3 separate regions of the Gossypium arboreum genome follow, and all the other regions are linked to region 3. A link is a contact called in public Hi-C data. All regions are on one chromosome and are shown on one strand. The core of a region is the stretch at or near the end of the contact, and the rest is flanking DNA. Distances in the headings are between cores, read along the strand shown.

Region 1 (3,293 bases), core at 642-3,141, 130 kb before region 3:
TTTAACTAGATGTCTTTCCCTTCTACTTCATTCCCATTCAAGTTTCTGTGTTTTTCCATTAAACTTAGCTCTGCTATCAGAATTTGGTACCAAACTTTCTGTTCATTAATAGCAAATGGTGATTAGTGGTAGTAAAATTTTATCATAACTCACAAGAAAGAAACAAAAACAGGTAGATTATAACCTGTTAAACTCTACCAGAAATGGGTTCTATTTGCATGTTCCTTTGATTAATGCTGATATACATGTGCAAATATATGTATATTAGTGGTTGTTCACTTTGAACTATTAAGTGGTAGATAAAAGCCATGGGGTAATGAACTTAACTGCATTCATCAAGTTCAAGGTATTTACAATATTGAGTTTGAGAAGTTCCAATAATAAGTTGATTCATTGTTACATCAAAAAGCATTGAAGCACTTAAACAGGTTAGTAACTTTACTAAATATTCTAATCCTCTTATTAATAATTTTGAGGTTAACATTCATTAAGGTGAATTCTTCTGTCAAAACCTACCATTCATATCCTTCTATTCCAGCCCAAAACATGTATAATATTACATATTTTAAAAACAATTGGGTATCAAAAACTATCAATAATGAAATTATTTGAAAAATATGAAATTAGGATCAAATGTTAGTGAAGTGCCCACTTCTCCAGCATTAAAACTATGATAGTTTCCATATTTTAGTATTGACAATTTATTAGACGAGATAAATGGGTTGAGTTGATTATTTAGAAGATATTTAACTCATTTATGAAGATCATATTACTTGGGAAATTCAAATTAGAGATTGGATCGAAACCAAGTCACCCAAGTTGGTCACTTAACAATAGACATTTGAATTGGATTAAAACTCTATGAGATTAGCTGATAAGAGCCCACATCTGATTTATGTTCTATTATTAGATTGTAAATAAGTTATTGTATTATTGTTTTAATGGGATTGTTATAGATTTTATGTTAGCAACTCTCGAAATATTCTTTATAAATTGAAAAACATGTATATGTTATTGTAACTTGAATTAAGAGCACTAAATTTGTTCAAGTGAGGAATTTTTATATGAATGCATATTAATAGTAAAACTTTTTGTGTTGTGGTTTTATTTGTTGAATTACAAGAGTGAATTTAGTGGTGAAAGTATTAATCTTTAACATGAAAAGGTGAGGAAAATTATCATGGGGTGTATGATAGATTAGATTCATTTGTTGTAATTATTAAAAAGAGTGAATATTTTTCACTAAGTTAAACTCCACAAATGTAAAAAAATCGAACTATATAAATAATTTTTATATGTTCTAGATTTGGTGTCCAAGAAACACCCACTTCTCTATCACTCCTAATCACTTTGTTTAATTTGCTAGTAACAATTTTAAAACATCAAAAACTCTACCTTGGCAACCACTACTTCAGTCTTGCCAACGTCATTTTTCAATCCAAAAAGTGTCAATAATTCCCTCGCCATCCTCTCTCCATCATTCCTAGCCAATTTGGTCCATTTTTATGTATTTTAAAAATTGGTTAAATTGAGATAGTATGTAATTTTTTAAAAATTTATAAATAAATTGGTAAAATATATAAAAGTTGATGATACTTTTTTTTTTTAATGGGCATCATATCCTTTGGTCAAAATATTCAACAACACTTAACAGAAATGAAAAAAAACCTAATTTTGAAAATTCTAAAAGTTAAGTGATAAAAAAATTAAAACATAAATGGTCCATTTATGATTTATATTGCAATTTATCCAAAAATAAAAATAAAATGTTCCTGAAGCGGGAACATTACAAAATCTTACTGAAGTTTCAGAGCTGAGTCATGTAGTACAGAGAGCCACCCCCTAAGGCAGGGCCCAAACTAAGCCTAAACCCTCCAAAATGAAAATCACCAAAGATATTTGGCTGGGGAGAAGAGGGTAGGGGCCATTGATTTCTCCAAAGCCTTTCCCATCATTTTCACCTGCAAAAGAGCTATAGATTTACGCTTTTCACTTAGGAGGGACCACTTAAGTAATTTTTGACAGAAGATAGTTTTAGTTTTTTTTTAAAAAGAATTGCATAAATATGATATTAGTATTCCAATATTACATCTAAATAGCATCATAAAACCCAGTTCAAAGAAAAAAAAAAGGTTTTTTTTTATAAAAATGACCCAAAACTTTTTATTATTTATGAAAATGACACATTTTGAAAACCATGTATATAAATGACTCGTTTTAAATAATAAACTACAGTGATGCTGTTACCATTGGCAGCATCACTCATGATGATTAGCCAATGATTGGCTCATGGCATTAAAAAGTAATTTATTTAGGTGTCTTCGTTGACATTGTTGGCACCAGTATAAGTAAACGTACATTCACTGATTTAAAATACTCGTATATCCTGAAAAAAATTTAATCATTGGTGGCACCAATATTTTTTTTGAAATAGTGTTTATGGCGGTGCCATTGACATTGGCGACACCCGTGAAAAAAATTTGAATTTTTTTTGTGGTGTCATTGACATTAACAACACTCGAATTAAAAATTTTAAATTTTTTTGTGGGGCTGTTGACATTGACGACCTATTAAAAGTATTTTTCTTCTTTTTTTAGCGAATACAGATATTTTAAATGGATGAATATACGTGTACTTATACTGATGCCGCCAATGTCAATGACGACATCCAAAGAAATCATTTTTTATTTTAAGGGGCCAATCATTGGGTGATTATATGGGTGATGTCGCCAATGACAACAATAGAATAAGGATTTATTGTTCAAAATGAGTCATTTACGTACATAATTTTCAGGATGGGTCATTTTCATAAATAATAAAAATTTTAGGTATCTTTATAGAAAAGCCAAAAAGGCTTGGAGAAGAATCAACTAACACTAAATTTTTAATGTAAGAATTAATTATTTTTATAAAATATTTAATAAGTTGAAGTAAAAAAACATTTTAAGAAGAGTAAAATGAAATATAAATTTTGAAAATGAAAGTGTAATTTTATAATTATATTAGTCTATAATTTTTTAAAAAATGAAAGTTTAAATGGTAATTTTATCATTTTGAACATGAAGATCATTTTTTAATATGAATCATGACTATATTTATTATTTTATTTATATAAATAAAAGAATTATTAATTATAAAGACAAATTGAAAATTTTGAAAAAATATTTATTAATTAAAATATTAATTACTTTTTAAAAATATTTAAAACAACATGAAATAAAAATTATAAATGTGAGTAGGAGAGGAGTCAAACTTGAAACTCAAGGACAAAATTATTAACATTTAACTATCTG
Region 2 (2,883 bases), core at 51-2,550, 210 kb before region 3:
CCACTTTTGGTGGACATGGACAAAACAAAATACTTGACTATACTAAAAGGCCACTACGTTTTTCTTCTTCGTACGCTTGTTTGAGTTTTATTAAGCATCCTCCTCTAATGAGGGAAAACTAGTTGTTGTGTCCGCATAACCACTGTCAACTACGACCCCATTTATGCTCCATCCCTTGACAACATAACATTTGTAAACTTGAAGCCGTAATTACACGTTGACCCTAAACCGTATAATCACTGCCAATTGGGACCTTCAGTTGCAAAGCGATTCAGCTTCATAATTGATGACTTCATACTCACATGACAGATGAAATTTGTAGGTCACCCAACTCCATGACACTACTGTAAATTCAAACATTCATTAAAACTATAACCATGTTTATCTCAAATACGGACAAAAATAAATCTACAAACTTTTAATTTCCAACCGTAAGGAAAAAAGAAGAAGAAAAAAACAATTTTTACCAAAGTGAAAACACGTCTTATAGGACGCATTTTTATTCTCTCTCTTGAAAACGCATCTACAGGACACGTTTTCACTATTACATCAATGAAAATGTGCCCTGTAAGACACGTTTTCCTTTCTCTCTCCAAAATATTTTTATTTTAACTTTTTTTTTATAATTTTTACAATTTTTTTGAAAATTTTAATTAATTTACCAGCAAGTAGCACATGTGGCCATCCATGTGGCATCCACGTAAGCAAATTAACAATACTATTAATTTTTCCATCCAATTATGGATAATTTAAAAAATAATAATAATAGTTTGAGGGCTGAAAAGAAAAGAGAGGACTAAATTAATTATTTCCAAAAAGATTACGAGCGAAAATTGTAATTATGCATACATGAAAAAGAAGAATTGATGAAATATAAAATGAAATAATAAGTCTTTAATTACAAGACAATCTCTTTGGCTATTAATTAGATAAAATAATGATGCGTAGAAGGTTGCGAGGTATTGTTTTTCATATCAATGGTTAGGCCCAAATCAATGAAGAAGATAAAACCCATATCACTACTCAAATTTGCTGATTTCCTTCAAATATTTATACTAGTTAACACACTATTGAGAATGATTTTTTTTTTTTAGTTTAGTTGATAGAATTTAAAATTTTTTATTTGGTTGAGAGAAATATATTTGGTGTTTCAATTAGAAATTTATTAAATTATATTAGGAGTGACCGAATTGTGAATTTATTAATATTTGAGTAACTAAATTATAAATTTATCAATAATTCAGTGACCAATTTGTAACTTAAATTAAATTATAGGGGCGTAGCTGGTAAATCAGGAGCTCTACATAACTTGTGGGTAAAATGAAGAACATTTGTTTGAGGACATCCCTTTGGCTCAATCGGTGGTAACGACCTTCTCCAATCGTATCGAAATGAATCTAAATAGCTGCCATATGCTTGTCAGTGTCAAGTCGTGTAGACATCACAGACTCCGTTCTTAAATGGTCAATCTCAGCTACAAAAAATGTAAGCCAAAGCTCTGTTAGCTTTATACTGTAAGATAATTGATAAAGCACATGGTATAATTGATTCGTATATTTGCTGCTTTCGTTAATGTAGCTTCGATTATGCAGTGCCAGATTGAACAGCTTGCAAAATTGATGCAAAAGGTTTGAAACCTACGCAAAATCACTCATGTCACGGCTACTCTTTCGAAATCTCCCTCTCAAGACTTCAGCTACCCACAAATTTCTTAGAACTTTACAAACCCTACAAACCCCATCAAATGGAGAACCGGTTTCGTTCATGGTGGAGAAGATTCTGTTCAGTTTAAAGCAAGGTAATGCGAACTCTTTGCATAATTATCGATTTCGAATAAACCCGTTGATCGTCGTTGAGGTTCTTTTGCACTGCCGTGAGAATTTGCAATTGGGTAAAAGATTTGTTGATTTTATTGTGCTTAATTGCTCGAATTTTAAGCATTCTTCGATGTCCTTAAGTGCAATGATTCATGTTCTTGTGAGATGTGGAAGGTTGTCTGATGCACAGGCTTTGGTTCTTAGGATGGTTAGGAAAAGTGGGGTTTCACGTGTTGAAATTGTGGAGTCTTTGGTTTCCACATGTGGAAATTTTGGGTCAAATGATTCTGTTTTTGATTTGTTAATTAGGTCTTATGTGCAAGCTAGGAAGTTAAGAGAAGGATCCGAGGCCTTTATGATTTTGAGAAGTAAAGGTTTTTGTGTTTCTATTAATGCCTGTAATAGTCTTCTTGGTGGATTAGTGAAGGTTGGATGGGTTGATTTGGCTTGGCAAGTGTATAATGAAGTTGTTAGAGCTGGGGTTGAGTTAAATGTTTATACATTAAATATTATGGTTAATGCTTTGTGTAAAGATGGAAAGATCAGTTGTATTAAATCTCTTTTATCAGAAATGAAAGAGAAGGGAATTTATTCTGATATTGTGACATACAATACAATGATTAATGCGTATTGCCGTGAAGGGCATTTGGAAGAAGCCTTTGGGTTGATGAAATCCATGTCAAATAAAGGGTTGAAACCAGGCCTTTTTACTTATAATTCAATTGTGTATGGTTTATGCAAGAGAGGGAACTTTGAAAGAGCAAAAGAAATTTTAAATGAGATGCTACGGATAGGGTTGAGTCCTGATACTACTACCTATAATACTTTGCTTGTTGAGAGTTGCAGAAAAAATAATATATCAGAAGCAGAAGACATTTTCAATGAAATGTTGCATCGAGGTGTTATTCCGGATTTGGTTAGCTTTAGTTCACTTATTGGGGTATTTTGTAGAAATAGACATCTTGATCAGGCATTAGACTATTTTAATAATATGAAGAGAGCTGGCTTGGTTCCAGATAATGTAATTTATACTATTCTTATAGATGGGTATTGCAGAAATCATGCG
Region 3 (3,008 bases), core at 461-2,960:
AAAATTTGTGCATCCATAAATTGGGTTTTCTGTATATAATGGAGGTATAAATCATGATCTTTAAAATGGATGATAGACAGTACATTACATGACACTTTGTAATTAGGTAAAGTTACAGTTAATTCTTCGAAATTATAATGAGTGTGTTCTGTTTCAATAATGAATTAAGTCCGGCACAGGCAACAGGCAATAGGTAATAGGCAATAGGCATTCGCAACTTCTTCAACATCAATCTTCTCAAGCTACTGCACTTTTCTAATATACTCACACAAAGATATTATTAGATCTTTATAAACACTATATTTAAAATTTCAATAGAATTTAATATTGTGGATTTTATTTATTTTATTTTACGTAAATGTAGATAATTACCTTTTTTTTCTTAAGAATTCGTACTACTAGATTTAAAATTACAGTAGTTAATTATTAAATAAAAATTAATATTTTGAGAATGTGTTATAAAGAATATTTTTTTAGAGAGAAATAACCTCCTTAAAATTTTTTGTATTTTTTATTAATTTTGGGATGATATTCATCTCCAAAGAATTAGGGTTGATATTTGTCCCTATGTTTCTATGAATTTGGGGATATTCGTCGATAATGTTTTAGGGACGAAATTCATCCTTATAAAGGATGATTATTTATATTCGTTCCTAAATTTTTGAAAGATAAAATTTTAAAGAATAACTGTTGGAGACGAACTAAATCCTCCTTAAATCTATTGAGGACGATTTAATTAATTTTAAATTTCGAAATGTTTTATTGAATATCGAATTAAAATACCTTTGAAGATTTTTTTCATAAATCTTGGATTTTTTGTAATTTTAAAATTATTTTCATTTTTATTATAAATTTAAATTTTTTTATTTTAAGGAGCTTTTTCATTTTAGAATTATAACTTTTATTTATTATTTTTGAATTTTATTTTTACTTTAAAATTATTTTTGAGGTGGCAAATAATACAAAATAGTGTCACATTAATAATGAATTTGAGGTAAGTGTCAAATTGAATAAATGTATAAATATTAAGGGTTTAATTTGCTATTATGTTTTATATATAAAACAACAAAAATAAACATTTGAAATAAAATTTTAATGAGGAGATTATTTTACTCGTTCATCTAACATAAAGTGATTAATTTATCTAATTTTTAATAAAAAGACCAAAATACAATCTAAAATATAATGGAAGGATTACTATGATATTCAAATTTAGAGTTTATAAATTAGATAGATTCATTTGTTTTACCCTGAGTGTTAACTTAAACTTGAAACTATTCTTCATTAAGTCAAATGTATGGTCGCTAGAATTTGAACTTGTGTTTCCACTAGGACAAAACAAGGCAGTGTCACTTCAATACATTTAGATTGATTTCAAATCTTGTATTATCATTTAAAATATAGATAAAATTTATTAATGAAATCAAATTAAATTATAAAATAATTTTTATTTAAATTTAGGTTGAGATTATTCACATATGCACTAAATATTTTAAAATGATTATATAAGAATCTAATATCTATAAAAATGTTTAAATAAAGGTTAAGCCTTCTAAAATATTAAATAAAGACTAAATTTGCCCAAATAAGAATTTCTCGATTATTATAAAGCATGTTTCAAATTATGTTTTTATTCTTTAATTTTATTTTCAATTGTTATACATCTTATTTTAAAATGAGACACCCTTGAAAAATTATGCTCTAACTTGAGCATTTAGTGTAATCCGGGTCGAATTTATGAAACCGAGCACTCCATGGAAAGGTGGACAGTGAGGTGAGTTTAAAGAGGGCGCAAAAAATTACAAAAACTAAAGAACAAAAGTCTTTATACCCTTTTTTCTCATCATTCATTCTATAGTTAGCGTGTGATTATTGGAGAGAGAGGGAGAGAGAAAGCAAAGCAAAAGGGAGTGAGAGGTAGAGAGGAACCCACCTCAGTATTGCTTTCTAGTAAATAAAAGGAACAAACCAAATTAAAAATAAACAAAGAACATGTAGCTGATGAAGGAAAAGATGTGGACTGGAAGAGAAAGGTCGGCAACAAACAACTACTGAAGAAGAAACATACATATATATAAGAAATAAAGAAAGACAACAGAAGAAAAGGCTCGTTTCGTTACTTCATCCTAATACATATGTTTTTTTGTTATCTTATATTACTACAAGACTGCAGTAGTTTCAGAAGACCAGTAGTTTCAGCTTGGCTTGGGGCTTTCATTTGATTTCCTTTCAAATTTTTTTCCTCCTTCCTATTATATGTTTTAGTTAACCCAGAAGGGAACTGAGTCAAAGTGACAGTAGCAGTAGCCGCAGCTAAGCTAACAGAAAACTCGCAATCTCTTTCAGTATAGCTAGCAGATTAATGGCAGAAGGCAAAGGAGAGCCAAAAAAAAAAAAAGAAATAAACAATTCTGCTTGCTGTGCTGTTCACTAATTGGAAAGCCACCCAACAAAGAAGATCTCTTTCTCTTTCTTTTTATCTTCTTCTGTTACAATTTCAGAGATTCGACCCCACCCTTTCCCCCTTCTCTCTAACTCATATAACACCTAAATAGAGAGATATCTTCTTTCTCCACTTCTCTCCATCTTTTCTTTTTTGGTTTTTCCCTTGTTTTCCTTTTTCATATTGAAACTTGACTTTTACTCTTGATTATGTTTTATGTTTGTAAAGATTGAGTTTTCAGCAATTGAAGGAGACGTCTTTATCTATATAATTTCGTTATTATCGTTGTCATTGTGGCTACCACAAGAAGGCAGCTACCTTCAGACTCAGGAGCCTTTGCAGATTGGGCGACATCATCGTCCGCAGCAATCCGAGCTGGCCCCGATGACCTGTCCCTTGGCTTCAACGCAAACGCGGCTGCCGCGGTGGCTGCTCCACCTGGATCCACCAGCGCTCAATGGCCACCCTCAGCTCGTCCACTCAACTACGGGCTTCCTTCTGAAATGGGGATGGTTGGTCTCCGCGATTTCGTTGTTGTTGCTCCTGCGTCTTTTAACCATCATCA

Evidence for each region. Hi-C and Micro-C count contacts between places; a contact is called where the count stands out from the background.
Region 1: a contact with region 3 is called in a Hi-C map of leaf, with 2.9 times the contacts expected there. The contact joins the enhancer-like site here to the promoter of LOC108483376 in region 3. A contact is called at or near these places in 2 of 5 Hi-C or Micro-C datasets (both in leaf).
Region 2: a Hi-C map of leaf shows a contact between it and region 3, with 3 times the contacts expected there. The contact joins the promoter of LOC108468217 here to the promoter of LOC108483376 in region 3. A contact is called at or near these places in 3 of 5 Hi-C or Micro-C datasets (all in leaf).

Annotation. Positions count from the first base shown.
Region 1 is chr7:81,114,745-81,118,037 of ASM2569848v2, forward strand. No RefSeq gene overlaps it. Among protein-coding and RNA genes, the nearest start is that of LOC108487660, 29 kb to the left of the region's middle. Within about 2 kb of position 1,892, at least 1 of the 2 cell types and tissues checked has an H3K27ac peak or open chromatin away from gene starts, as enhancers often do. A contact at or near this core is called in leaf, where this site is marked.
Region 2 is chr7:81,036,102-81,038,984 of ASM2569848v2, forward strand. LOC108468217 (pentatricopeptide repeat-containing protein At5g01110) reads left to right here and starts at 1,301. Exons shown (of 3, transcript XM_017769117.2): 1 at 1,301-1,485; 2 at 1,579-2,883. The coding sequence starts at 1,654.
Region 3 is chr7:81,248,999-81,252,006 of ASM2569848v2, forward strand. LOC108483376 (protein LATERAL ROOT PRIMORDIUM 1-like) reads left to right here and starts at 1,711. Exons shown (of 2, transcript XM_017786740.2): 1 at 1,711-3,008. The coding sequence starts at 2,947.